Linked DNA regions of Mus musculus: region 1 is linked to region 2. The links are chromatin contacts, called in public Hi-C maps. All regions are on one chromosome and are shown on one strand. Each heading gives the region's core, a stretch centred on a gene start, on an enhancer-like site or on the middle of the called end of the contact. The rest is flanking DNA. Distances are from core to core; before and after follow the strand shown. Region 1 holds the start of Msh6 (mutS homolog 6). Region 2 has its middle 19 kb from the start of Gm4832.

Region 1 (5,045 bases), core at 1,108-3,607, 130 kb before region 2:
GACAGGGTTTCTCTGTGTAGCCCTGGCTGTCCTGGAACTCACTTTGTAGACCCGGCTGGCCTCAAACTCAGAAATCCACCTGCCTCTGCCTCCCAAGTGCTGGGATTAAAGGCGTGCGCCACCACCGCCCAGCCACTTACTCTTTTTAAAAATTTAATTTAATTACTTATTTGTTTTGCCATAGAGCCTTACCGCATAACCCTGGCTGGCCTGAACTCATTGTGTAGACAGGGCTGGCCTCTACCAGGTTCAAAGCACCACTCCCACGGAGAGTGCTGGTGACACTGTCCTAAACAGAAGGCCTTTGGATAAACAGAAAGACTTACTGGATTAACAAGCCTAAAGGTTTCTGTTTATTAGCAGAGCAAATCTTTTAAGGTAGTTTCTCTTCACCAAGAACCTCCCTGAACGTTCCCTCCTGGAAGGTCAACTACCTCAGGCAATGCCACCTGCTTTAACCTATCCGAAAAACAGAATAATCTTATCAGCTCAGATTTCCCCCCACCTCCACCCCGTCACAAAGTCTGCTTGTTTTCCCAACAGGCTGCTCCTATCTCTGTCCCAAGAGACTGGCCTTAGCAGTTTGATTCTAAAGGAATCTTTCTGTCTACAAAGTGGTCTAGCTTGGTAGTTTCTCTGGGACATCTCTTAACAGCCTCAAACTTCACAGAGATCCCCTGTCTCCTAAGTGCTGAGATCAAGGGTGTGGCCTACCATACCAAGTTTCTTTTGTTTTTAGGCTGGTGTGTGTATGTGTACACACACACACACACACACACACATACACACGTATACACGTGTGCACGTGACCGTGCCCACCCCAAGCCTATGGAGCCTGAGTATAGAGGTCAGAGGATAATTTGCAGCAATCCTTCACAGTGTGATTCTAGTGATAGAATTCAGGTCTCTAGCTGGACTCCAAAGCACCTTTACAGGCTGAGCTGGTTTTGTCCAACAAAGCAAATCTTTTTACCCTTTTACCAAAGTGAAGGTATTGCTAGCCAGAGCTAAGTCCATTCTTACTTAGAGCTGAATTAAGTCTCCCAATTTCTCTCTCTCTCCTTCTTGATTTAGTTGTTTTTTTTGTTTTGGTTTTTTTTTTTTTTTTTTTTTTTTGTGACAGGGTTTCTCCGTGTAACAAACCCTGGCAAGTCTTGTAACTGTAGCCAGGGTTGTCCTTGACCTCAGAGATCCACCTGCTTCTGCCTGGAACAATGGGGTTAAAGGCACACACCTTCGCGCTCAGCTCCAATTTCTTGAATTTGAATAGGAGCTCCAATTTTCGAAAACGCCCTGTAATCAACCTGGCAGGAAGACATTCTGAGGAGAAACACTTGGCTCCCTTTGGCTATCAGGCAATTGAAATAATGGACTCCAAAGAATTGGAATTTCTCCAGGAATTTTTTGGTGGGAAGGGGTAAGACAAAGCTTCGAGTTAGTGTAGAGGAAGAACTTGGTTTCTGGAAAGAGATTTCTCAAGTATCTGAAGCTCGTTGAATCCCCATGTAGGACAGTCTGGAGCAGAGATTATGGTGGGTCAGACCACCTCTTACAAGACCATTCTGGTTCCCGTCGCCCGGTTTAAACCAAAACTTCACGTCAGTACCCCCAAAGATGAACTTCCGGGGGGGGGGGGCTGAACTTTATCTTCCTAATGTGGCCCTTTGAAAAAAAAATCTGTTTTTTTGCTATTTTCTCTATTATTCGACTACTGAGGATGAGTGGGAGTTTAGCTCGTTAGGGTTGCTAGGGCCCAAGCGTTGACGCTCAACATTACCTTAGCAATCTCAGTTTCTAAAATATAAAAAATTCTGCACACTTATGCTAAAGGGCTCAGATAAGACTGGACCTTAACTGCCCATCTCATATAGTAAGGCGTAAACTAGTTGAGGCAGTGACGGGCCAAGGAAAGTTTTGTGGGTAGCTGGTTTTGTGGATAGCTGTTCTTGCACTTGGCATTCACAAGTGCCGCTCTGTACAATGCTCTGCGAACGCACCGTACGTGGCAGACAGCAACAACCAATTTCTCAGCTCCTTTCAGTCCAACCGCAGGACCGCCCGCAGGGCCAGGTGTTTCCGCAGCGAGCTCGACGCGGCTTCTCGCAGGGTGCACCCCGCCGTTCCAGCAACCGCGCAAGCCACTTCCGTCTTCTTGGTGCATACTTGCCCGGGTAGCCACCGCGAGCTCCACTGCTTTGCAAAGGCTCAGTCTCAAGGCCCGCCAACCCGAGCTTGGGGGCTGGGCCCGCCCCGCCCCGCCCATCTACGCCAGGGCACGTCGCGGGCGGGGCCCCGCCCACCGCGCAGGCCGACACGCCTTCGGATTGGCCGCTGGGCTACGGATGCTCGGGTAGGACGCGCCTCCTCCCGACTTTCCCGCCAGCGGCGGCCGCGCGGTGGATGCGATCCTTGTAGGCGCTCGGAGCCGTGGCCCGGTCTGCCCGTCAGCCTTCATCATGTCCCGACAAAGCACCTTGTACAGCTTCTTCCCCAAGTCCCCGGCACTCGGCGACACCAAGAAGGCCGCGGCCGAGGCCTCACGCCAAGGTGCCGCTGCCTCTGGAGCCTCCGCTTCCCGCGGCGGGGATGCGGCCTGGAGCGAGGCTGAACCCGGGTCCCGGTCCGCGGCGGTATCCGCCTCGTCGCCGGAGGCAAAGGATCTCAACGGAGGGCTGCGGAGGGCCTCCTCCTCCGCGCAGGCCGTGCCTCCCAGGTAGCCGGCTCGGTCGGGGCTGCGGCGGCGCGCGGGTCTCCCGGAAGGAGGGGGAGGCTGCTCCGTGCCAGGCGGCGGGAGGAGGGGCGGCCTGCCGGCCCGGGAGAAGCGGGGCCGGTGCCCGGGACTCTCGGGGGACGCTGCGAGCAAGCGAGCGCACTCCCACTGTGGGGGTGGGGAGGCTCGGGAGGCTCGGGGACGGAGACACCCTCCCCCAAAGTGGCCGGAGCGGGAACGGTGGGTGTCCTGCTGCGATCCGCGGCCTGAGGGGGCGGGGCGGATCGGATCGGGCAGGGAGCTCCTCCGGGTGGCGAGCCTACGGTGGGAGGAAACTCGGGTTGCAGGTGGAAGTTTGTAGATAGTGAAAGCGGCGCTCCGGCTTGGGACGACAGTTTTTTTTAACCCACCTTTTCACAGGAGGGAAGAGTGCGGGAGATTTTTCGCAGTTAGTGGGTCTTCGGAGTATTGGGCAAGCCCTGGGCAAGAAGGTTTACTGGGGGAAACTTGCCTGGAGTTGTACTCGCACTTTGTAAATTTGGCTGTCGTTTGTAGGAACGACTAGAGACATTTATTTTATCTATTTATTTTCATTTTTTTTCGAGACAGAGTTTCTCTGTGTAGCCCTGGCTGTCCTGGAACTCAGACATCCACCTGCCTCTGCTGGGATTAAGAAGTGTGCAGCGACTTATTTAAAATGTAAAGAGTTCTTTCTGGAGTCCAGTACTCTGGAGTTTCAGCTTGGGCACCAGGAAGAGCTGGCGTATGCTCCTGGGGCAGAGAAAATGATTTTGGATCTCTAATTTCTTTCCTTCCCTTTGGCTATAAAGGACACAGTTCAGACACAGGTAAACACAGAGGTGTATTTTGCCTCCGTGTATGTATGTGTGCCCATGTGCATGCACGCTGCCTGAGAGAGGCCAGAGGAGGACCTCAGCCTCTGTAGTTAGAGATATTGTGAGCTACTGGGTGGGTGCAGGGAATCAAACCTGGTTCCTATGGAAGAATGCCAGTGCTCTTAACTGCTGAGCAGCTCTCCAGCCCCATTATTTCTATATTTTTTAAAATTACCTGTTAGTGTGTATATGTGTGTATGCATGCTATAGTAGGTTGTGGAAATCAGAGGACAACTTAAGAGTTGGTTCTTCCACCAACCGTCCTGTGGATAAAACTCAGGCCATCCTTTGCGTTATCGCCTAGGCCATATCTTCACTGGTATTTTTTTTTAGACAGGGTTTTGTAGCCCTGGATGTCCTGGAATGCACTCTGTAGATCACCTGTCTCTGGTTCCCAAGTACTGGGATTAAAGGTGTGCGCCACCACGCCTGGATACCCCGACTTATTTATTTTCTTTCTTTCTTTCTTTCTTTCTTTCTTTCTTTCTTTCTTTCTTTCTATCTTTCTTTCTTTCTTTCTTTCATGTGTGTGAGTACACTGTTGCGGTCTTCAAACACATCAGAAGAGGGTATCAGATCCCCACTACAGATGGTTGTGAGCCACCATGTGGTTGCTGGGAATTGAACCCAGGACCTCTGGAAGAGCAGTTAGTGCTCTTAACTGCTGAGCCATCTTTCCAGCCCCGCCTTAACTCTTCTTAAAAAATAATTACACTATTTATGGGGGGTATAGGAGATGGGTATGGGAGATGTGTAAATGGCACAGGGTGTGTATGGAGTTCAGTACAATTTGTGAGAGGCACTTTTACCCAGGTACTAAAACTTGCTGAGTCATCACTCTGGCTTCTTAATCCTTTCTCCTTCCTTTTTTTTTTCTTTCTTTCTTTTTTTTTTTTTTTTGTTGTTGTTGTTTTTCAAGACGGTTTCTCTGTGCAGCCCTGGCTGTCCTGGTACTCACTTTGTAGACCAGGCTGACCTCGAACTCAGAAATCCGCCTGCCTCTGCCTTCCAAGTGCTGGGATTAAAGATGTGCTCAGCCATGCCTTGCTTCTTTCATTCTTAAACCGAGTCTATATGTATCTCAGGCTGGCTATGAACTCACAGAAATCTATCCTTGTCTTTTTTTTTTTTTTTTGGATTTATAAATCTATTTTTAACACCATTGCTCTATTCAGACACACTACCAGAAGAGGGCATCCAGGTCCATTACAGATGGTTGTGAGCCACCATGTGGTTACTGGGAATTGAACTCTAGACCTCTGGAAGAGTAGAATTAACTGCTGAACCGTCTCTCCAGCCCTGCCCGTGTCTTCTAAGTGCTGGAATCGAGGCTGTGCATCATCAGTGTTTGTAGGGCTGGGGAGATTGGATGGATTACAAGGATGAGAGTTTTAGTTAAATGCACAGAAGGAAGCCACCTAGAAAATAAGCTGGAAATA
Region 2 (5,208 bases), core at 1,546-4,045:
CCTCATCTCTCAGCAGTAGATGATAATTTGCTGCTCATTTTCTAAAGCATGACCTTTCTCTGTAACCCAGCTTTGACCTCTGGGTTCCCTGCCCTGGCCTCAGGAATGCAAGGATCACGGTGTGTACCAGCAGCACTGCTTTTCACTCGTTCAATCGAAAAACAATTATTATTAATTTTTTTTTTGTATTTTGCTTTGGTGACTTCCTCATCTCCTATTTTTCTCTTCTTCTTCTTCTTCTTCTTCTTCTTCTTCTTCTTCTTCTTCTTCTTCTTCTTCTTCTTCTTCTTCTTCTTCTTCTTCTTCTTCTTCTTCTTCTTCTCCTCCTCCTCCTCCTCCTCCTCCTCCTCCTCCTCCTCCTCCTCCTTCTCCTCCTCCTCCTCCTCCTCCTTCTTCTTCTTCTTCTTCTTCTTCTTCGAGACAGGGTTTCTCTGTGTAGCCCTTGCTGTCCTAGAACTCACTCTGTAGACCAGGCTGGCCTCAAACTCAGAAATCCGCCTGCCTCTGCCTCCCAAGTGCTGGGATTAAAGGCGTGTGCCACCACCATCCGGCCTCTTCATTTTTTTTTTTTTGTTAAGATTTTTTTCCTCAAAAATTTTTTTGCATACAATCTGCTTATATTTTCTCCAATTCTTCCCAGATTTCCCCACCTCCCTATCCAACCAATGTTGTTCTTTTTCTCTTTATTTAAAAGAAAAAAAAAAACAAGGACTGGAGAGATGGCTCAGCAGTTAAAAGCACTGACTGCTCTTCCAGGGGTCCTGAGTTCAGTTCCCAGCATCCACATGGTGGCTCACAACCATCTGTAATGGGAGCCGATGCCTTTTTCTGGTGTATCTGAAGACAGCTACAATGTGCTCACATACATGAAATAAATAAATAATTATTAAAAAGGAAGCAAACAAATTCATAAACAGAAAAACTCCCACAAAATAGAAATCAAAATAAATGATCAAAAGACCAATGAAACAGCCAGCCAGCCAAAGCAAAATGAAGTGAGACAAAATATCACTGAGTTAATTTTCTGTTGGTCAAACTACTTCCCAGCGTGGGGTTTGCCTTGAAGTGTAGGCAATACACTTAGTGAATTAATTATTGTTAATATTTCTCATCAGAGAAAACTGATTTTCCCTTTGGCAGCAGGTATAAATTGAAGATAACTTCTTTGTTGGGATGGGGCCTGTGTCCATATTCAGATTTATTTTTCTTTATATGTGTGTCTGTCTGTCTGAGTGTATGTTTGGGAACTTGTGGGGGGCGGAAGATCCCCTGGGGCCGCTTAACGTGGGTGCTGTGAACTGAAGTTGGGTCCTCTAGAAAAACAGGAATTGCTCTTAGAATTCTGAGCCATCTCCCTGCCCCTTTCTATTTCCTTTATATTTTCTCTCCATCTCTCCAAGCCTAAATACTCAGTATTTTGCTACAAATAATGGTTCCAAATCTCCTCCTCCAAAGAAATTCTGATTCAATTGATCAAATTAGGATCTAGGTTTTCTTGCTGTGTGTGTGTGTGTGTGTGTGTTATGTGTTGTATGTGTGGTGTGTGTGTATTGTGTATGTGATGTGTGTGGTGTGTGTATGTGTGTGTACGTATAGTATGTGTACGTGTTGTCTATGTGTGAGTGTGTGAGTGAGAGTGTATGAATGTGGGTATGTATAGTGTGTATATGTTGTGTATGAGTGAGTGAGTGAGTGTATGTGGTGTGCATATGAGTGTGAGTGTCTGGTGTGTGTGTGTGTAGTGTGTGTGAGTGTGTGTGGTGTTTGTATCTGTATGTCTGTATGTGTGGTGTGTGTGTGTCTATGTCTGTATATGTGTGTGTGAGTGTATGTATGTGTAGTGTGGTGTTTATGTCTGTATGTGGTGTGTGTGTGTATCTATGTATATGTGTGTGATGTGTGTGTGTCTATGTCTGTATGTGGTGTGTATGTGGTGTATGTGTGATGTGGTGTGTATGTGTGTGATGTATGTATGTCTATGTCTGAATATGTGTATGATGTGGTGTGTGTGTTTGTGTGTGAGATGTGTGATGTGTGTGTGTCTATGTCTGTAATATGTGTGTGATGTGTGTGCATGTGTGTGTGTGATGTGTGTGTGTCTATGTCTGTAATATGTGTGTGATGTGGTGTGTGTGAGATGTGTGATGTGTGTGTGTCTATGTCTGAATATGTGTATGATGTGGTGTGTGTGTGTGTGATGTGTGTGTGTCTATGTCTGTAATATGTGTGTGATGTGTGTGTGTGTTGCCCTTGTGTTCCCCATGCACTGTTAACTTTTTCTTCCTAAGTCAGCATCTTGCATCTTGCATCTTGCATCTTGCTATGTAGCCCAGGCTGGCCTCAACGCCTCCTGAGCTGGGGTTAAGAACAGGAGTGCTGTCCCATGTGCAGACTGTCCTGTTCCCGTCTTCCTTGTTGATTTATTTATTTATTTACTGACAGGCACTCACTGTGTAGCTCTGGCTAGCCTGTAACTCTCTGTGGAACACATTGGCTTCCATCTCAGAGATTCTCCTGCCTCTGCTTTCCAAGAGCTGGGTTTTTGTTTGTTTGTTTTGTTTATTTGTTTTTGTTTTGACATATAGCTCAGTGATAGAAAAATCACCCTAGCAAGTGCAGGGCCCTGGATTGATTCCACACAGAGTATCATGAAAAGAACAGGACAACAGCACGACAAACAAAACCTGTCTGTAGGTGATTCTTGTGAGCAGCTGGGCGGCCATTTCTACGCTATCTGTTGACAGCATCTACTTGGACAGCCTCTAACAAGCTCTCAGACTTAATTGCACCACCTGCTCCCCACCCTGCCTCCTCCTCCAGTTCCCTCCTATTCCCTGGTGGAATGAGTCATTGGCTGTTTCTCTCTGTTCCAAACCTAAACCACAGATGAACTCTTGTCTTCAAACTCTCTCCAGAATCTGTCAGTCTGTCTCCACCGCCGCTGATGCTCACTGAGCCAGAGCTCTGTCTGGAGCTGCTGTCTCTTCCGCGCCAACTGCAGGAACAGCCAGTTGATCTCGCTCCGCCTTAGCCCTGGTCCAGTCTTCACAATACTTAAAACAGACCACACCATAGCAGCTTGGAATCTTCTCCTGCCTTCACTCACTCAGAACAAATCTCAAAGGCCCCACAGTGGCCCAGAGGACCACACCATCCGTCCCCAGGTACACATCGGCTCATCTCTCTTTCACCCTTGGCTCTGCGGTTGGTTACACTGTCTCTGGACTTCCTGCGGCTCTGGAGCCTTTTCCGGTTAACTTGACTGTACAGTAGAGTAAGCGGCTGAGCTAGAGCTCCAGTCCACCTCTGAGTCTAATCTACTGTTTTTATTACTGAACTTTGTGACCTTTATCCACTGAGTGGCATTCATTCACTCACAAAGCTCTGCTGCTGGAGAGATGCTTCCGTGGTTCCGAGTGCTTGCTATTCTTCCAGAGAGGCGAGGTTCGATGTCCAGCAGCCAGGTCAGGCAGCTCACAACCGCCTGTAACTCCACCTCCAGGGGAGCTGAGTCATTCTTCTGGCCTCCTTGGGGACCTGCTTACATGTAGTACACTCTACACAGACACATCAAATAAAAATATAAATACATCTAAAAAATAAGGAGGATACAGCAACTGATAATCCAGAGGCCTTGGTTCTGTGGCGTGCATATTCTAATTAGGGATGAAAACAACAAATAAACTCAAAGAATCGTATATCCAATAATGATACATACTGTTGAGAAAAAAAAATAAAGACAAGAGAAAGTAAGGGCAGAGCAGATATGTTAATTGGATGGTGGCTAGGAAGGCTTTGAGCAGAGACCTGAATGGGGGCAGGAGTGGTGGTGGTGGTGGTGGTGGGTGAAGGGGAGGTGGGAGAGTGAACTGTAGGGACAGAGGAGAAACAGCAAGTCTGAAGGAGCCAAAGGGATTCACATCTTCTGAAAGACTTCTCTCTGACTCTGACTCTGACTCTGACTCTGTCTCTGTCTCTGTCTCTGTCTCTGTCTCTGTCTCTGTCTCTGTCTCTGTCTCTGTCTGTCTCTCTTTCTCTCTCTACTTTCTCTTCTGAAACAGTTTCTTATATGATGTGACCCAAGGTAGCCTTAAACTTGTCATCTTCCTGTCTCAGCCTCAAGCGTACTAGCCAAAGGTTATGTGCTGCCTCCTTCTGGCCCAATGTAAATTATTTTCCCTTGTGAGCACAAGCATACTGGACACTCTCTATACAACAGTGGCCCCTTGTGTTTTTGGAAATGGTATGACCAGGTTGCTTGTGCTCAGGTGTGCTTGTGATTTGACAGCTGGTAGGAGTGGAAACGTGTGAGGAGAGCAACATCTCTTTGGTCTGTGGGAGAATACGCCGCTGAGTGTCTAGGATGTGGGCTCTGGGGTTGGAAGCATACGTAAAATCCCAGCCCTGCTGTGTGTCTCGTTTGTGTGATCTAGGAGGATTTTCTTCTTTATGAAGACTTTAGTGGGGGTGTGTGTGCACAGCAGAGCAGGTGTCTGTGGGGGCTGGAGGGTGCAGATCTGCTGGAGCCAGAGATGCAGGCACCAGATCAGGCGCTGAGAGCAAGCTCAAGTCTCTTCATTACAGGCCTTCTCTCCAGCCCAGGATTCCATTCAGCCAGTTACACATCTGTTTTGTGTTCTGTTTGGTTGCTCCTATCACTTGTTAATTATGGTCAAAATCACCCTTACATATGTGTAATTACCTCATGGGAACCACTGTGAGGATTAATTGAGTACTCTTTAAATGTTATAGTTATTATTATTAGACTTGTCATTATTAGTATGAAGAAGGGATTGGCAAGTGATGAGCTGTAGTTAAAGCCTAGGCGCATCCCTCCCTCTTCAAAGCCTTTGTAAATAAATCCTTTTCTTTTTGTCCCCACCCCCCTCTTTTGTTTGAGTTTTTGCCTGCTTATAGTTATGCTCACCAAGTACATGCCTGGTGCCCACAGAGGCCAGAAGAGGGCACAGGATCCCTTGGTACTGGAATTACAGCCACTTGTGAGCCACCATGTGAGTCCTGGGAGTCTAAGCTAGGTTCTCACCAAGAGCAGCAAGTACTCTTAACCACTGGACCATCTCTCCAGGTCTCAGCTTCTCTGTTTTATTGTTGTTCTTTGTTTTGTTTTGTTTTGTTTTGTTTTGTTTTTTTTGAAATAGGATCTCTGTGTAGTCCAGGCTGTCCTGGAACTCATTATATAGACCAGTC

The links. A called contact is a pair of places that touch in the nucleus more often than the background predicts.
Region 1: a Hi-C map of B cells shows a contact between it and region 2, with 1.9 times the contacts expected there. The contact joins the promoter of Msh6 here to the enhancer-like site in region 2. A contact is called at or near these places in 4 of 39 promoter capture datasets (the C10 cell line, pre-B cells and stem cell-derived epiblast-like cells), 10 of 484 Hi-C or Micro-C datasets (B cells, Th1 cells, Th2 cells and 5 more), 11 of 115 datasets of contacts at active chromatin or transcription factors (the 230-238 cell line, CD8 T cells, the SCID.adh cell line and 5 more) and 3 of 9 other capture datasets (adipose tissue, liver and pancreatic islet).

Annotation. Positions count from the first base shown.
Region 1 is chr17:87,972,693-87,977,737 of GRCm38.p6, forward strand. It overlaps Msh6 (mutS homolog 6), which reads left to right and starts at 2,358. Exons shown (of 10, transcript NM_010830.2): 1 at 2,358-2,713. The coding sequence starts at 2,457.
Region 2 is chr17:88,103,721-88,108,928 of GRCm38.p6, forward strand. No RefSeq gene overlaps it. Among named protein-coding and RNA genes, the nearest start is that of Gm4832, 19 kb to the right of the region's middle. Within about 2 kb of position 2,796, at least 59 of the 459 cell types and tissues checked have an H3K27ac peak or open chromatin away from gene starts, as enhancers often do. A contact at or near this core is called in the 230-238 cell line, B cells, Th1 cells and 3 more, where this site is marked.